Linked DNA regions of Astyanax mexicanus: region 2 is linked to region 1. A link is a contact called in public Hi-C data. All regions are on one chromosome and are shown on one strand. Each heading gives the region's core, a stretch centred on a gene start, on an enhancer-like site or on the middle of the called end of the contact. The rest is flanking DNA. Distances are from core to core; before and after follow the strand shown.

Evidence for each region. Hi-C and Micro-C count contacts between places; a contact is called where the count stands out from the background.
Region 2: a contact with region 1 is called in a Hi-C map of muscle, with 11 times the contacts expected there. The contact joins the promoter of zbtb16b here to the enhancer-like site in region 1. A contact is called at or near these places in 2 of 3 Hi-C or Micro-C datasets (both in muscle).

Annotation. Positions count from the first base shown.
Region 1 is chr18:4,045,625-4,053,146 of AstMex3_surface, forward strand. All of the region lies in intron 4 of zbtb16b (zinc finger and BTB domain containing 16b), which reads right to left. All of the region lies in intron 1 of LOC125782549 (a long non-coding RNA gene), which reads right to left. Among protein-coding and RNA genes, the nearest start is that of tmprss5, 32 kb to the left of the region's middle. Within about 2 kb of position 3,452, the one cell type or tissue checked has an H3K27ac peak away from gene starts, as active enhancers do.
Region 2 is chr18:4,114,363-4,121,884 of AstMex3_surface, forward strand. zbtb16b (zinc finger and BTB domain containing 16b) reads right to left here and starts at 4,183. Exons shown (of 7, transcript XM_007231435.4): 1 at 4,032-4,183; 2 at 1-142. The coding sequence starts at 66. All of the region lies in intron 1 of LOC125782549 (a long non-coding RNA gene), which reads right to left.

The sequences.
Region 1 (7,522 bases), core at 2,202-4,701:
CACTCTCTCGAGATTTATTAGGCTCTATTATTATACTGTATATTTTTCTCTCTCTTTTAGTTTAACATTTGTAAATATGGACTCTTGGACTTTAGCTGGGCTAAATGCTGCTATGATCAGGAGATTGCTGGTTTGAATCCTGGTTATGCAACTAGCTGTCAGCTGCCGGAGCCCTGAGAGAGCACAGATAGAGCCTTGCTCTCTCTTTCTGGGTGGGTACAGTAGATGGCTCTCTTTCCCCTCATCACTCCTAGGGTGATGTGGATAAACACAAGGCTGCGTCTGTGAGCTGATGTATCAGAACCGAGTCGCTGCGCATCTATTTATTGTATCAGCATAAGAGCATAAAAAAGGGAGACAAATGTGAGACAGCAATTTTAGCTTTCAGTCTTAAAAGTACTTTGCGTTACTGCTTTAACATTGTTAAACACTGATTTACTGATACACCAGGTGTTGTGGTATAACTAATAACTAATAATAATGAATAATAATAGACTCCCACAGGTACTTTAATATTTAATCATATTTATCAATATTTGGTGGAATAACCCTGGTTTTTAATCACAGTTTTTTTTTATGCATCTTGGCATCATGTTCACCTCCACCAGTCTTACACACTGCTTTTGGATAACTTTATGCTGCTTTACTCCTGGTGCAAAAATGGGCTTGTGATCATCCATCTTCCTCTTGATTATATTCCAGAGGTTTTCAATTTGGTAAAATCAAAGAAACTCATCATTTTTAAGTAGTTTCTTATTTTTTTCAGAGCTGTATATGGTGATATCATGAGAATAAAGATGTCTTCATGCTGATCCCCCGTTTCTCCTCAGTGTCCGCTCACAGTGGGGCGGGTGCTGACCGCTTCACATTGTTAATAATTGGATAAACAGAGGGTCAGTGGTGAGCTGTACTGTTGGCTGAAGCCTATGTTCTGGAATGCATTGTACCTTTGGCTATGATTTATTCGAGAGGCCATCTGGACAGTGGGGGGGGGACCGTTGTCCTGAACGTTGGAGTGACCTGCCCTATTATTGGCCTGAGTGGTGGGTCCGGCTCTTTCACGCTCCTCACCGCCTTTATTTAGAAGCGTAAAGCTGCTGAGGTGTCTTTTCTTCCCAACAAAAGCTCTCTCCACCGCGTCTCATCACACAAGACAATGAGAGCCGTGCGCTGGTGTGTTTTTGTTTCCTCAAAGTCAGCTGCCGGAACGAGGGACAAGCGCAGACAATTACGGATAATCAGAAAAATACCAGAAGAGAATGAGAATGAGGGAGTCCAAAACCAGCGCATCACAGACAACACAAATCTACATCCACTAGTGCAGAACTGTTCATTTTATTAAAGAAAAGAGAGAGAGAGAGAGAGAGAGAGAGAGAGAGAGAGAGAGAGAGAGAGAGAGGGTGAAGTAAGAAGATGGACAGATGGATAGAAAAAGACAGAAAAAAGACAAAGGAAAAGACAACAAGAAAAAGAAAGAGAGTGAGAGAGCAGATAAAGACAGAATGAAAGAGAGACAAATAAAGTGAGAGCAAAAGAGAGACACAGAGAGAAATGAAATATATACTGTGAAAGAGAAAGAGAAGGAAGTGGAAAACAAGGTGAAAATATGCAGAGAAACAGTAAGAGAGACAGAGAGACAAATGGAAGAGAGAGAGGATAAAAGATGGAAAGAGGATTGGAAAGAGTGAGAGAGCAGATAAACACAGCATGAAGAGAGACAAAGAAAGGGAGAGCACAATAGAGAAAAAAAAAACAAAGAAACAGAGAGAAAGAGGTAAAATATCTTTCTTTACAGAGATAAGAACAGAGATGGAGAAGAAATAAATAAAGAAAGAGAAAGACAAAGAAAATGTGTGAAAGATCAGATAATCAAAGAGAAGATGGAAAAGATTGAAAGAAAGACAAATAAGCGTGAGCAAAAGGGAGAAAAAAGAGAAAGCAAAGAAACAGAGAGATAGACAGAAAAGAGAAGATGGACAGATCAATAGAGAAAGAAAGAGAGAAAGACAGAAAAAGAAAGAAATAAAATGAGTGAGAGATCACATAATCAAAGAGAAAATGGAGAGAAGAGTAAGAAGAGTAAGAGAGGAGAAAAAGGGAGATAAAAGAAAAAGCAAAGAAACAGAGTGTGTGAAAGAGATAGACAGAGATAGAAAATAAAAAAGATGGACAGAGCAATAGAGATAGAAAGAAAGAGAGACAGAAAAAGAAAGAAAATTAGTGAGATATCAGATATTCAGAGAGAAGCTGGAGAGGGCAGATAAACACAGACTGAAAGAGAGACAAAGAAAGGAAAAATAAAAGGGAGAAAAAAGCGTAGAAACAGAGAAAGAGAGAAAAAAAAATATATATATGTATAGAAAATAAACAAAGATAGAAAAAATATGGACTGAGGAATAGAGAAAGAAAGAGAGAAAGACAGAAAAAGGAAGAAAAAAATGAGTGAGAGATCAGATAATCAGAGAGAAGATGGAGAGAAGAGTGAAAAGAGTAAGAGAGCAGAAAAAGGGAGAAAAAAGCAAAGAAACAGAGAGAGATACATATGTAAAGAAAGTGAGCGATAGAGAGATTGAGAGAGAGAGAATGAAGAAAGACAAAAGTGAGAGAGAGAGAAAGCAGAACAAGGGAAAAAAGAGAAAAAGCATAGAAACAGAGAGAGAGAAAAGTATAAAGAAAGTGAGAGATAAAGAGATTGAGAGAGAGAATAAAGAAAGACAAAAGTGAGAGAGTGAGAGAGCAGAACAAGGGAGAAAAAAAGAAAATGCAAAGAAGCAGAGAGAGAGAGAGAGAGATAGAGAGAGAGAAACACAGAGTGACAGAGAGAGAGAAAAAGAGAGCAAAGGAACAGAGATAGAAAAGAGAAAATATGGACAACAGAATGAGAGAAAGACAGAAAAAGGAAGAAAGAAAATGAGTGAGAGATCAGATAATCGGAGAGAAGATGGAAAGAAGAGTGAGAGAGCAGAAAAAGGGAGAAAAAAAGAAAAAGCAAAGAAACAGAGAGATGAATATATAAAGAAAGTGAGCGATAGAGAGAGAGAGAGAATAAAAAAAGGCAAAAGTGAGAGAGAAAGAGAGCAGAAGAAAGGAGGAAAAAAGAAACAGAGAGAGAAATAGAGAGAGAGATAGATATACAGAGAGCGAAGGAACAGAGATAGAAAAGAGAAAATATGGACAACACAAAGAGAGAAAGTGAGTGAGATATCAGAGAGATCAAAGAGAAGATGGAGAGAAGAGTGAGAAGAGTAAGAGAGCAGAACAAGGGAAGAAAAAAATAGGCAAAAGTGAGAGAGAGAGAGAGCAGAACAAAGGAGGAAAAAAGAAAATGCAAAGAAACAGAGAAAGAGAGAGAGAGATAGAGATAGATATACAGAGAAGGAGAGAGAGAGAGAGATAGAGAGATAGAGAGAGAGAGAGAGAGTGTGAGAGTGTTTGGAGGATATCAGTATTCCAGCAGAACAAGCTGCCTTTCACAGCTCGTAATGAGGCCCAGGTCACAGGAAACAGGTGCTTGGTAGATTTTCAAAAGCGCAGGAGAACATCAGAGCGAGCCTCCGTTGCCGTTCCTTCATCACAGTCCGTCTGATTAATCATTTCTTAAAATCAAACATTTGGAGGCAGAACAGAACAACAAGATCCTTTACTTCAGAAATCTGAGAGAGAGAGAGACACAGACAGACAGACAGACAGCAGACAGACTCATCTGCAGATCATCCAATAAACCCACACTAAACTCAGCGTTCAGCTCAGCGTGTTCCGTCAATACTGCATCAGCAGCTACGCTCAGGTAAATCATTCACCCCCAGTCTTCTGCTCATTCTGGATTAAAGAGCGCTGGGGCACTTGTTGAGCACTGCGCCCGGTGTCCAGCAGGGGGCGCACTGGGTCACAGCCTCACACACTCTACAGCAGACCTCACATGACCCCATCACACAGCATCAGTAACACACGGCTCCCACAAACACACACCCTGACTCATTCCCTTATTATTTAAAGTCATTGTGAGATTATTCCAGCGTCGTGTCTCTCTCTCTCTCTCTGTTTGTGTTTGTGTGTGTTTGTGTATGTGTGTGTGTGTGTGTGTGTGTGTGTTCCAGGAGCAGCGCTGCTCATAACAACAGCTTAAGCTCCAATATATCAATGTTCTACTCTTCTTTTCAAGCTTTCAGACTCTTAATGTGACTCAAAGACAAAAAAAAAGACATTAGTCTAGACGTAGTTTTATTCTACAAACTACAGACAACATTTTCCCCAAATTCCAGAAACAAGTTCATATTTACGCAATTTTAAGAGCTCAGAAAATAATATATGGGGAATTAACCCTGGTTTTTAATCACAGTTTTCAACTGTGGCATCTTGGCATGTTGTCCTCCACCAGTCTTACACACTGCTTTTGGATAACTTTATGCTGCTTTACTCCTGGTGCAAAACTTCAAGCAGTTCAGTTTGGTTTGATGGTTTGTGATCATCCATCTTCCTCTTGATTATATTCCAGAGGTTTTCAATTTAGTAGAATCAAAGAAACTCATAATTTTTAAGTGATCTCTTATTAATTTCCAGAGCTGTATAATACAGATATTATACAGGGGAATTCCACCATCTTTCAAATTTCTGTTTAACCCTTTCAGACCTGAATTATTATCTCCAGTGATGGAAAAAAATGTAAGAATGCTGTCTTTAATGTGCAGAAAATAAGACTCCAATATTCTATTATAAAATCTATTTAGCAAATAAAACCAAATAACTAAAATATGTATTATTGTTTTTTTATTTCCATTGCATTGGAAGCCTGTGAGGGATATTTTATATTTGAAAAAATATGCTATAAAGTGTTTTAAATCACATTAAATTAGATAAAATAAGCTGTTACTTTGCCATATTGACTTTAGTACTACTGTTTTTCCAGTGCAATGGGCATCTGGGGGCTAAGATAGTGTTTTATTGGTTTATAAACTTGTTTATTATCTGGTTTATGCTCTATTCTGATGGAAAACAGCACTCAAATAGCATTATTTGCAAACAAAACTACCTATATAACTATATAACTAATTTCTATCTGATATTTTACCTAATGCTATAGTAGAGGCTTGCTTTTTTGTGTTTCATTCTATTGTGGAATAATAGTATTTATCATAAGCACACTTTTCTGAGTATGTACTGAGTATATTTGAGTATACTCAACTTTTAACATATGTTTTATCTATACTGCATATATCTTATATACTGTACTTCATACCCCAAAGCTAGTTAATAAATATGTAATAAATACACAACTGGAATGCACTCTGTAGTGTTCAGTTTTGTAGATTTTGGTTTGAACACATTTTTTAAGAAGGGTACTTTTGTGTGTTTTTTTTGTCCAAAAAACATCATTACACATTTGAGCAACAACCAATTAGCCCAATAACATCTTTAACTTGGATTATTGGCCAAACCAGGAGATTTAAGCAGAGGACTGAGAATTGCTGATAATAGGACTATATAAAAATAGGCCTCTATACAAAAATAGGCTTTAATACAAACATTTTCACACCTAAATTAATTGTGAAATGGACAATATTGTTTGTGAATTGCATGAAAATGTGTTTTTTATTGCAAAAAGAGGGAAATTTGCATGTGATCCTAAACTTTTAAGCAGTAGTGTATAATGACTATTGACCACCACTGTAAAAAAAAAAATCAAAATTAATAAGTATTTTACATCAAGTGGCTTTTCACATCCCCATCTCTGAAGGGTTTTTCGGAAATGACAAAAAAAACAGTAGAATTCTCTGTTGAATATCTAATTACATACCCCACTGAGCATCATTCTGACCGCAGTTTGATTTGGATGCTGGTTAAAAGCAGCTTCTGCTAAAGTGTGAGAAATCCTTAAAAGGGGCTAAAGTTCATCCCTAATTGACATGTACTGCCTCCTACATTTTTTCCCAGGCCAAGCAGAAAAGCCAGCTGAAGCGAGACTTCTCACTGGCCCTTCACTGTACAAAAGGCAGGGGATTTGCTTTTCACACTGGTCAGATGACCCCGCGACCCCTGGAGAGCAGCGACTCAAAAGTGCCGAATTGGCGTGGAAGCTACAGACCTAATCCTGTTCCCACACGTTCGGTAAAGCAGGCACACATTTCTAAAGAGCAACAGAAGGTCTGGCTTCAATACAACACTTGTGAGAATTAGTATAATATATTTTTTTAGGTCTTCATCAGGGAGATCAGGGTCATGATAGTCAGTTAGATTAAGATCAGTTAGACAAGTTACTCAAAAGTGTGTATATATATTTACAGCTCTGGAAAAAATAAGAAATCACTTAAAAATTATGAGTTTCTTTGATTTTACCAAATTAAAAAAACTCTGTATTATAATCAAGAGGAAGATGGATGATCACAAACCATCAAACCACCAAACTTAACTTATTGAATTTTTGCACCAGGAGTAAAGCAGCATAAAGTTATCCAAAAGCAGTGTGTAAGACTGGTGGAGGAGAACATGATGCCAAGATGCATGAAAAACTGTGATTAAAAACCTATTTAATTAAAATCTAAATTAGAATATTTGGGAGAAATGTTGTCTGTAGTTTTTAGAATAAAACAACAATGTTTATTTTACTCAAACATAAACCTATAAATAGTAAAATCAGAGAAACTGATTCAGAAACTGAAGTGCTCTCTTTATTTTTTCCAGAGCTATATATATATATATATATATATATATATATATGTTCTTTGATGTCGTGTACACCAAACTAGTCTGTAGTAAAACCTACTGGAACAAAAAGTCTTAGAGATGGATCTGAATCATCCTCATTTGCATTGCTACCAAATATAATAAATAAATAGAATATCTGTAATTAAACATCTATTATAAACAATTTGGACACATACATGCTATTTCAAAAATGCATAACTATTTATGTTTTAGTGTCAGTGTCTAGTTCCCTGCTAAGTTTAGTTTATTTACAGTCATTAACATTTATCATTAACAAGCATATTTTATTAGCTTACTTATGTAACGTATGTTTTATAAGCCTACTTATGTACTTTTTAATTTAAATGAAGGCTTTAAATTGAAATGTTGACAAAAGAGTAGAAGGCTTACAAAGCAATGCAAACAGTGTATTACATGTAATTACCAAAACTGCCATGAGTAATATTACATTACGTTCTGCCAGAGCCTGATTTAAACCTCACATTAAAACTGAGCTTTTTTCTTTTTTTTTAAAGAAATTCAAGCTGTTAAAATGAATGAAGTCTGATCAGAATTATGTAAATAAACATTGCAACACTGAAGAAGTGCAGACCTATTATTTAAGAACAATGTTTATTGTATAAGAACAGCTACACACAGTGCTGCATTCGAGGGCATAACACGGACAAGTGGAGGAAGCAAGAGTCCAGGTGTGAGCAATGATTAGAAGCACGGCGAGCTGGAACGCTGATGCGTCACAAGTGCAGGTGCATCTTGGGAAACTGAGTCTTTCTTGAGAGAACTAGAGTCTGTGGCAGGCAGATAGACAGTGACAGGACTG
Region 2 (7,522 bases), core at 2,933-5,432, 69 kb after region 1:
CTGCAGGAGGCTGGTGGGGTGGCCGGGGTTTTGGAGATGGATTACGCCCATTTTAGTCAATTCCATTAGACTGACTTTGATCAAACCATCTCACAGGGTCGTCTTCCCGTCTTCTCGTGTCTCGATTTTCTCCGTAAGACGTCTGAAGGAGAGGAAAAGCACAGGCACAAGCGTTAACCATCATCATGCTTCAACGTTAAGGTTAGGAAAATTTACAACCAGCGACAGAGAACCAAATCACCTCATTAATCTCAGTCACAGGCAGCGCTGAGGGTGTTATTTTTAAACATACCTGGAATGAATGACATTCTGAGAAACGCTAAGGGGAGTTCTTGTTGTCAAGCACTGCGCTCATAAAGTGAGCAGCTCCGCATTTACGTGCAATTATGCAACGGCAGTGTTTACAGGGAAAGTTGCAGCGAAACTGAACCGACTGCATTCAGAACATGCCTGAAAGTAAAGGTTATAAAAGAGGAACTACGTTGATTTAACACAATTTCTTGCATAATCTAGTCAATAATATGTAAACAAACTCATTGAGAGTGGTTTGATGTGAAATTGTGCATTGCTTTGGTACATTATTAAAAAATTTGAGGACAAAAAGCAGGGTTTGCAATATAATACAATACAATAAAATATAATACAATACAAATGCCATAATTTACTATGTAAATCCACTATCTGCACTCAAACAAGTCTTTAGAGATTTGTTTTGTCACTGTCATGCAATAACCTTGTCCTTTTGTAATTTCCAAAACACTAACTTTACGAAAACACAAAAAACCCTTCTTAGCCTTTAGTAAAAGTCTATTTATTGATTATTTATCATGAAATTTGGACAAAATGTAAAGAACAACTACCAAATTGAAATTATGTCACAAAGTAAAATCAGAATGTGTAGAGACACAAGGTTTATGCATGGTAATGACATGTAAGGATAGATCTCATAAATTACTCATTTTAAACTGATTTAATATAAAAGTATATGATGGCTAACAGTGCACTGCATTAAATTGTCTACTATAAGATAGTAAAGAAAGCCTAAACTTCCGGTCAACATTTATATCATGATATATTTCTCAAAATCTGCCAAAATCCCCAATAATTTGCCATTATTAGGCACAATAAAACATTACAGCATTGACATCACAATGTCCACATGCGCCTTAGTCAAATCGCAGGACATGCACTGTCATATAAGGCAAACTGAACCAACCATAAACGTCATGCTACAACTTGCTTGATACAAAAGAATAAACTGTACTGTTCTTATTTTCCAATACATTTCCTGCAGTTTTAGCAATCCCGATTTTAGAGTAAAATGCAATAAATAAATATGCATACTTACATTGATTTAATAATAAAATTAATTAAGAAGTAGTTTGGTGTGAATATTTACTGTGGACCTCTACCTTGCTCTGCCTCACACTACCTCCAGCTTAGTTATACTGTATCATGTGATCACAGTCTGTGAAGCATGACAAGCTCCCTCTGTTGCTGCATGCGGGTATTACAGTTTAAGTTTGCTGTTATTTAAGGTATTATCACAATTCTTTGTATGAAATTATCCTACAAATTTATACTATGCTAAAAATACAAAAAATAATACAAAATGCAAAAATCGCAATCAACTCAAAAATTATTTTTGTAGCTATAAACGTCTAAAAAAGAATTTTCCAATTCCTGTAATAAGCTCTGTATTTTAAAATATCTGTAAAATATCTATAAAAAGTAATAATTACTTTATTAGTCATTAAAATATTTTCTATTGCAAAATATATTAATACTGATTTACATCCAGCCCTACTCTAAAAAAAACAGTGTCTAAGGAATCAAGCGCAGCATTCCTAATCATTCTGCGCAAAAGCTTCCTGTGAGGAAAGCTTTTAAAGGCATTCAACTGTTCAGACGTCTGGGTCTCATCACCACAACTGTAAACAATTCTGACTTGGCAAGTATCACTAGAAAGGAACATTTCACACCCCGACACTCTGAAAGACTGTGTTTAGAACTACATCTTAAACATTAAATTAAGCAGAAATGGCTCGCCTTCTCCTCCCTGTGCCTTCTACCAGTTTAAAACCAGTTTAAAGCCAAAGGGTCATTTAAGGTTAGAGAGGAGGAAGGAGGCGGTGGGAAGTGAAGTCTGAAGCTCTAAGCTGAAGAGAGAGAGAGAGAGTCTGAGGCTGGACGTGGAGGACCGGTCAGCGCTCTCGTGAGGTTCCTCCTCTCCTCCTCTATGATGAATGACTTCAACAGGCACGCTTTTCCAAAACAACATTACATAATCTCACATTAGATCTCCATTAGAGGAGGAGGAGCACGAGGAGGAGGGCAGGTCAGGCTGACCACTGACCAACCCACAACATGACTGTTTCAGTGTGTGTGTGTGTGTGTGTGTGTGTGCTCTGTCCAGCTCAGAGAACCACCACAAAAAAATGAAAACTAGGAATCTACCCAACCAGCATTTCAACATCTATTTGTTTATTTATGGGTAAATCAACATCATTGAACTATTTTTATATATATGTACAGCTCTGGAAAAAAAATGAGACCACTTCAAAATAATTTGTTTCTCTGATTTAACTATTTATAGGTATATGTTTGAGTAAAATGAAATATTGGTATTTAGAGCTTTTACTTGCTGAAAATGAGAAATGTGTGAAATAAAAAAGATGAATTCAGTGCTTTCAGACCTCAAACAAGGCAAATAAAACAAGTCTATATTCATTATAATATCGTTTTAGAAGTTTTAAAACTTCAGAAATCAATTTTCATGCATCTTGGCATCATGTTTTCCTCCACCAGTCTTACACAATGCTTTTGCATAACTTTATGCTGCTTTACTCCTGGTGCAAAAATTCAAGTAGTTCAGTTTGGTTTGAGGGCTTGTGGTCATCCATCTTTCTCTTGATTATATTCCAGAGGTTTTCAATTTGGTTAAATCAAAGAAACTCATCATTTTTAAGTGGTCTCTTATTGTTATCTTATTTTTTTCCAGAGCTTCCGTGTCATTGTGTACATTTATAAAGTATCTTATAAAGTATACTCTTATAAAATATGGTTCTTCAACAGTTCTTCAAAGACTGTGGTTTCACTTGAAGCAGAAGTGAAAGAACTTTCTTATTAAGCACCTTTTAGTTTGTTGTATTGTATTATTAACACCTACATTTTGATATTTGACCATTAAATATGTAATACACTCATTATAACAACGATATTTATATAAAAAAGGCAATATGTATGTTGTTTTCAACAGTTTAACACTCTACTATAGCATGGTGATGCCTTTTTGATTATTACACCATCTTTTTTGTTGCTTAGTTTCCAAAACTTTGCCTTTTTTACTATTTATTGCCTAGGGGCAACCTTATGTAGCTAGAGCCCTTTTGTTGAGAATAATGCTAAAGCAGTTGTGGTAATTATTTTCCTTTCAAAAAAATAAAACTACAATTTGACCACAACGTTGAATGTCAGTCATGTTCCAGATGGGTATGTAGCAGCAACATGCACTAAGAAGCAGCGTGCTTTGTGCCAAACACACCGCGCTCGTGCTGTCTCGTGCCGCTGACAGCAGAACAGAGCGTTGCAAACAGAGACATCTTCAGTGCACAACCGTGCAGCAGGTCTCGCGCTCTGAAAGTCTCTCCGTTCTCTGCGTGCAACAAGCACGCCTCAACCAAGCAGATCATCTGCCCGCCCGCGCGAGCGAGCGACTGACTTAGCGCGAGAGAGCGTGCACGAGCCGGGCGACTGGCTGCACCTGGCTGGCTGGCTGGGATGCATGCATGCAGCCTACGGGACGCGGTATTATAGTACTAGAGCGCGCGCTGCTGCAACAGTTTGCCATCCAATGATTCGCTTCAAACGCACGAGTCACTTGAGGTGAGCGAGCCGCACGTGGAGAGTGTGCTCAGAGTGCTCAGCACCCAGACCCAGACCTCTAATGCATCTCGCGCTCCTCACTCCTGAGCACGCGCTGCTCCAGAGAACATAAACACACATATATAAACACAAACTGAGCGGCTTACCTGTGCCTCACGCGCGCTCCGGCTCCAGCGTCACTGATGTTACAGGTGCTGTTTCTCGCGCTGTTGTGTTTCTCCGGTTATAGTGAGGCAGCAGCAGCAGCAGCGCGAGCGCGCGACCTACCGAGGATTCACAGAAAGCCGCTCCGCGCGCTCACTCCACTTTCGGCTATGCAAATGAGCGGACCTGACGTCACCGCGTTGACTCACAGCCCCGTTCAGAAGAAGCGCGCGAGAGCGAGAGAGAGAGAGGCGGCGGCTCCCGCGCGCTGCTGGTGTTTATTTGTTTCTTTTTTCTACTTTTTCTCTCAGTTTTTTACTTGTGTTTTAATTTTTAGACAAAGCAACATTTACATTTACTTACTTTAGTTTTAAAAAGCAAATACAGAATTAAAAAAAATAAAAACCACCTGTTTCCTCATAAAAAGTTTTTTTTTTTTTTTTACTGTACCCATTCAGGTTTTTATGTAAAGATTTATGTGATGTTATGCTCATTTTGGTTTGATGGCTTGTGATCATCCACCTTCATCTTGATTATATTCCAGAGATTTAAAATTTTTCAATTTGGTTAGAAACTCCTAATTTTTAAGTGGTCTCTTATTTTTATCTTATTTCTTTTCCAGAGCTTCCGTTTCATTGTTTGCATTACTCTTATAAAGTATGGTTCTTCAACGGTTCTTCAAAGACTGTGGTTTCATTTGAAGCAGAAGTGAAAGAACTTTCTAGTTAAGCACCTTTTCCTTTGTTGTACTGTATTATTTGTTTTTGTTTTCTACTTTTTCTACTTTTTTTTCTGATTTTTATATTCAGATAGATTATATTTAGATTTTGTAGTGAACCACACAAACATTTTAAGTTAGTTTACACCAACTTTTTAAGTTTTTCCTAAATGTTTTTAAAAAAATATTGTGTGCGTTCCAATTGCGTACTAATTATTAACACTAACTAACAAGGTTTTTATTGACATTTTTTTCTTTAGATTTTGTTGTGAGCCACCTGTTTCCTCATTAAACTTTTTGTGTTTTTTTGTAAATAATGAAAATAAAAATATTCAGTGATTTTTTTACTGTACTCTAAAGCCCCCACCCCATTTAGATTTTTATATTCAGATTTAGTGGTGAACCACCTGTTTACACAAACTTTTTAAGTTATTCCTAAATGGTGTAAAAACTATGTTGTCTGCGTTCCAAGTGCGTTCTTATTACTAATACTAACTACTATTTTTTTTTTTATTATAAATTTGGACTTTGTTAAAAAAAATGTTTTGTTTTTTTTGGTGAACCACCTGTTTCCTCATTAAAACTTTTTTTGTGTTTTTTGTAAATAATGAAAACTAAAATATTGGGTGAATACTTTTTACTGTACTCTCAAACCACACCCCATTCAGATTTTTTTATATTCAGATAGATTATGTTCAGAGTTTGTAGTGAACCACCTGTTTACACAAACTTCTACGTTTTTCGTAAATGGTGTAAAAAGATGTTGTGTGCGTTCCAATTGCGTACTAATTATTAATACTAACAATTTTTTTCTAATTTTGACTTTTTTAAATAAACATTTAAACATCTATTTTTTTCTATCAGGTTTTGTGGTGAACCACCTGTTTCCTCATTAAAACTTTTTGTAAATAATAATAATAATAATAATAATATTAATAAAAAATAAAAAATATATATATATATGGTGATTTTTTTTTACTGTACTCTGAAGCCCCACCCATTCAGATTTAGTGGCGTACCACCTGTTTACACAAACTTTCATGTTTTCAGAAATGATTAAAAAAAATTGTATGCGTTCCAATTGCGTACTTATTACTAATACTAACTAACTGTACTTTTTTGTGTAAAGCAACATTTACACTTGCACTGCTTCCTCACTGTCAAAATGAGTCAGTACATACAGTAAATACTGTGTTTAGTACTAAACTACGCAATGCATGTAATGCATACAGTGACATTCTACTATTTCTGTATTCTGTATTGTTTTTAATATATTCTTTTCATGCAAGCTTTCGATAAGATTAGAAACTATAGCCATATTTTGTTGCTGAAGTAAAAGTGTCTCCTTAACTGACTATGTTTTAAGGTATGATAGGTAATTGGAGCTCTTGAAATTTAAAACAGTTTTTAACCTCAAAGTATTCATGTAGCCAAGACGTGTCAGGGTTAACGAACAACATTTGGGCAAAAACTACAAATCTAGACAAACTACAAATTAGATTTTTTTTTAATTTGCGTTAACATTAACTTTAAAATATTCAGCACTACAGTGAATACACCATCGCAACTGTTTAAAACCGTTCCAATTGGATATTTTTTCTTAACAATGTGAACAGGCTTAATAGATATTAATGGAAATATCTTTATTAATCATTTGACAGCATTAAAAAAATACCAAAGATCTTTTCTCAAAAAAAAAAACTCTCACCACCAAAACCAGTCCGACACACACACACACTCTCCCAGAACAGTGAATGGCACAGTGTGTTCTGCACGGCTAATGGTGAAACCTCATGCTATCCTACACTGAGGTATGAGGGCAGCAACACTGGTTTTCTTCATTCTTGTTAGTCAGCGGACAGTGACCGCTCGGGTGGGATGTGGTTGAGCTGTGGATTTGTGGTTAGCACGTAGCCTAAAAACACAATATTCAGCGTGCACAGGAGCCTGTGTGTTAAAGGAGAACTCTGGTGTAAAATGTACTTTTGTTGTAGTAAAACATGATAAAAAGTTCTTATCTTTGATGAACAGCACGCCTCCGTTCTCCCACAGCGTTCAGAGATCCATAATTTTTAACAGTTTGTCCAAAACCCTTCAGACTGGGCGTCACGGGGCATAATTTACCCAGATGAATCACTTTTTAGACCGTAATCCACCTCAAAGTAGCTCCACACCTCCCTGCTAGAATCAGAGTTTCAGTGCTGAGCTCCTGGCGCCGGTTGCTACGCTATGCAGAGTCTATGTATATATATGTCTATGTCATTATCAGTTCAGTGATGGCGGCACTCGGAGCTGAAGCTAGTAGCGTTACGGGATGTAAACAGAGGTTTTTAATAATCTTCTTCTGCACTTTTTAAGTTATTAACACCTCGTTTTAAATGTCAGGGCTCTCCAGATTCTAGTAAGGAGTTGTGGAGCTACTTTGAGCTGGATAACGGTGTAAAAAGTGATTTATCAGGGTAAATTATGCTCCGTATCACTCAGTCTGAAGGCTGTTTGGACAAACTGTTAAAATTTCTGGATCTCTGAACGCTGTGGGAGAGCGGAGGTGTGCTATTCATCAAAGGTAAGAACTTTTTATCATGTTTTACTACAACAAAAGTCCATTTTACACCGGAGTTTTCTTTTAAATCTTGGAAAAAGGGTTATATCCATATATATAGAGTGCCTAAAAGTTTGTAAAAGACTTGTTAAAGATCATTTTACAGTTTTCATGCATATTTATTTGGATCTATGTCCTTTATTCTTTAACCAGGAACACAAAACAAGTAAACT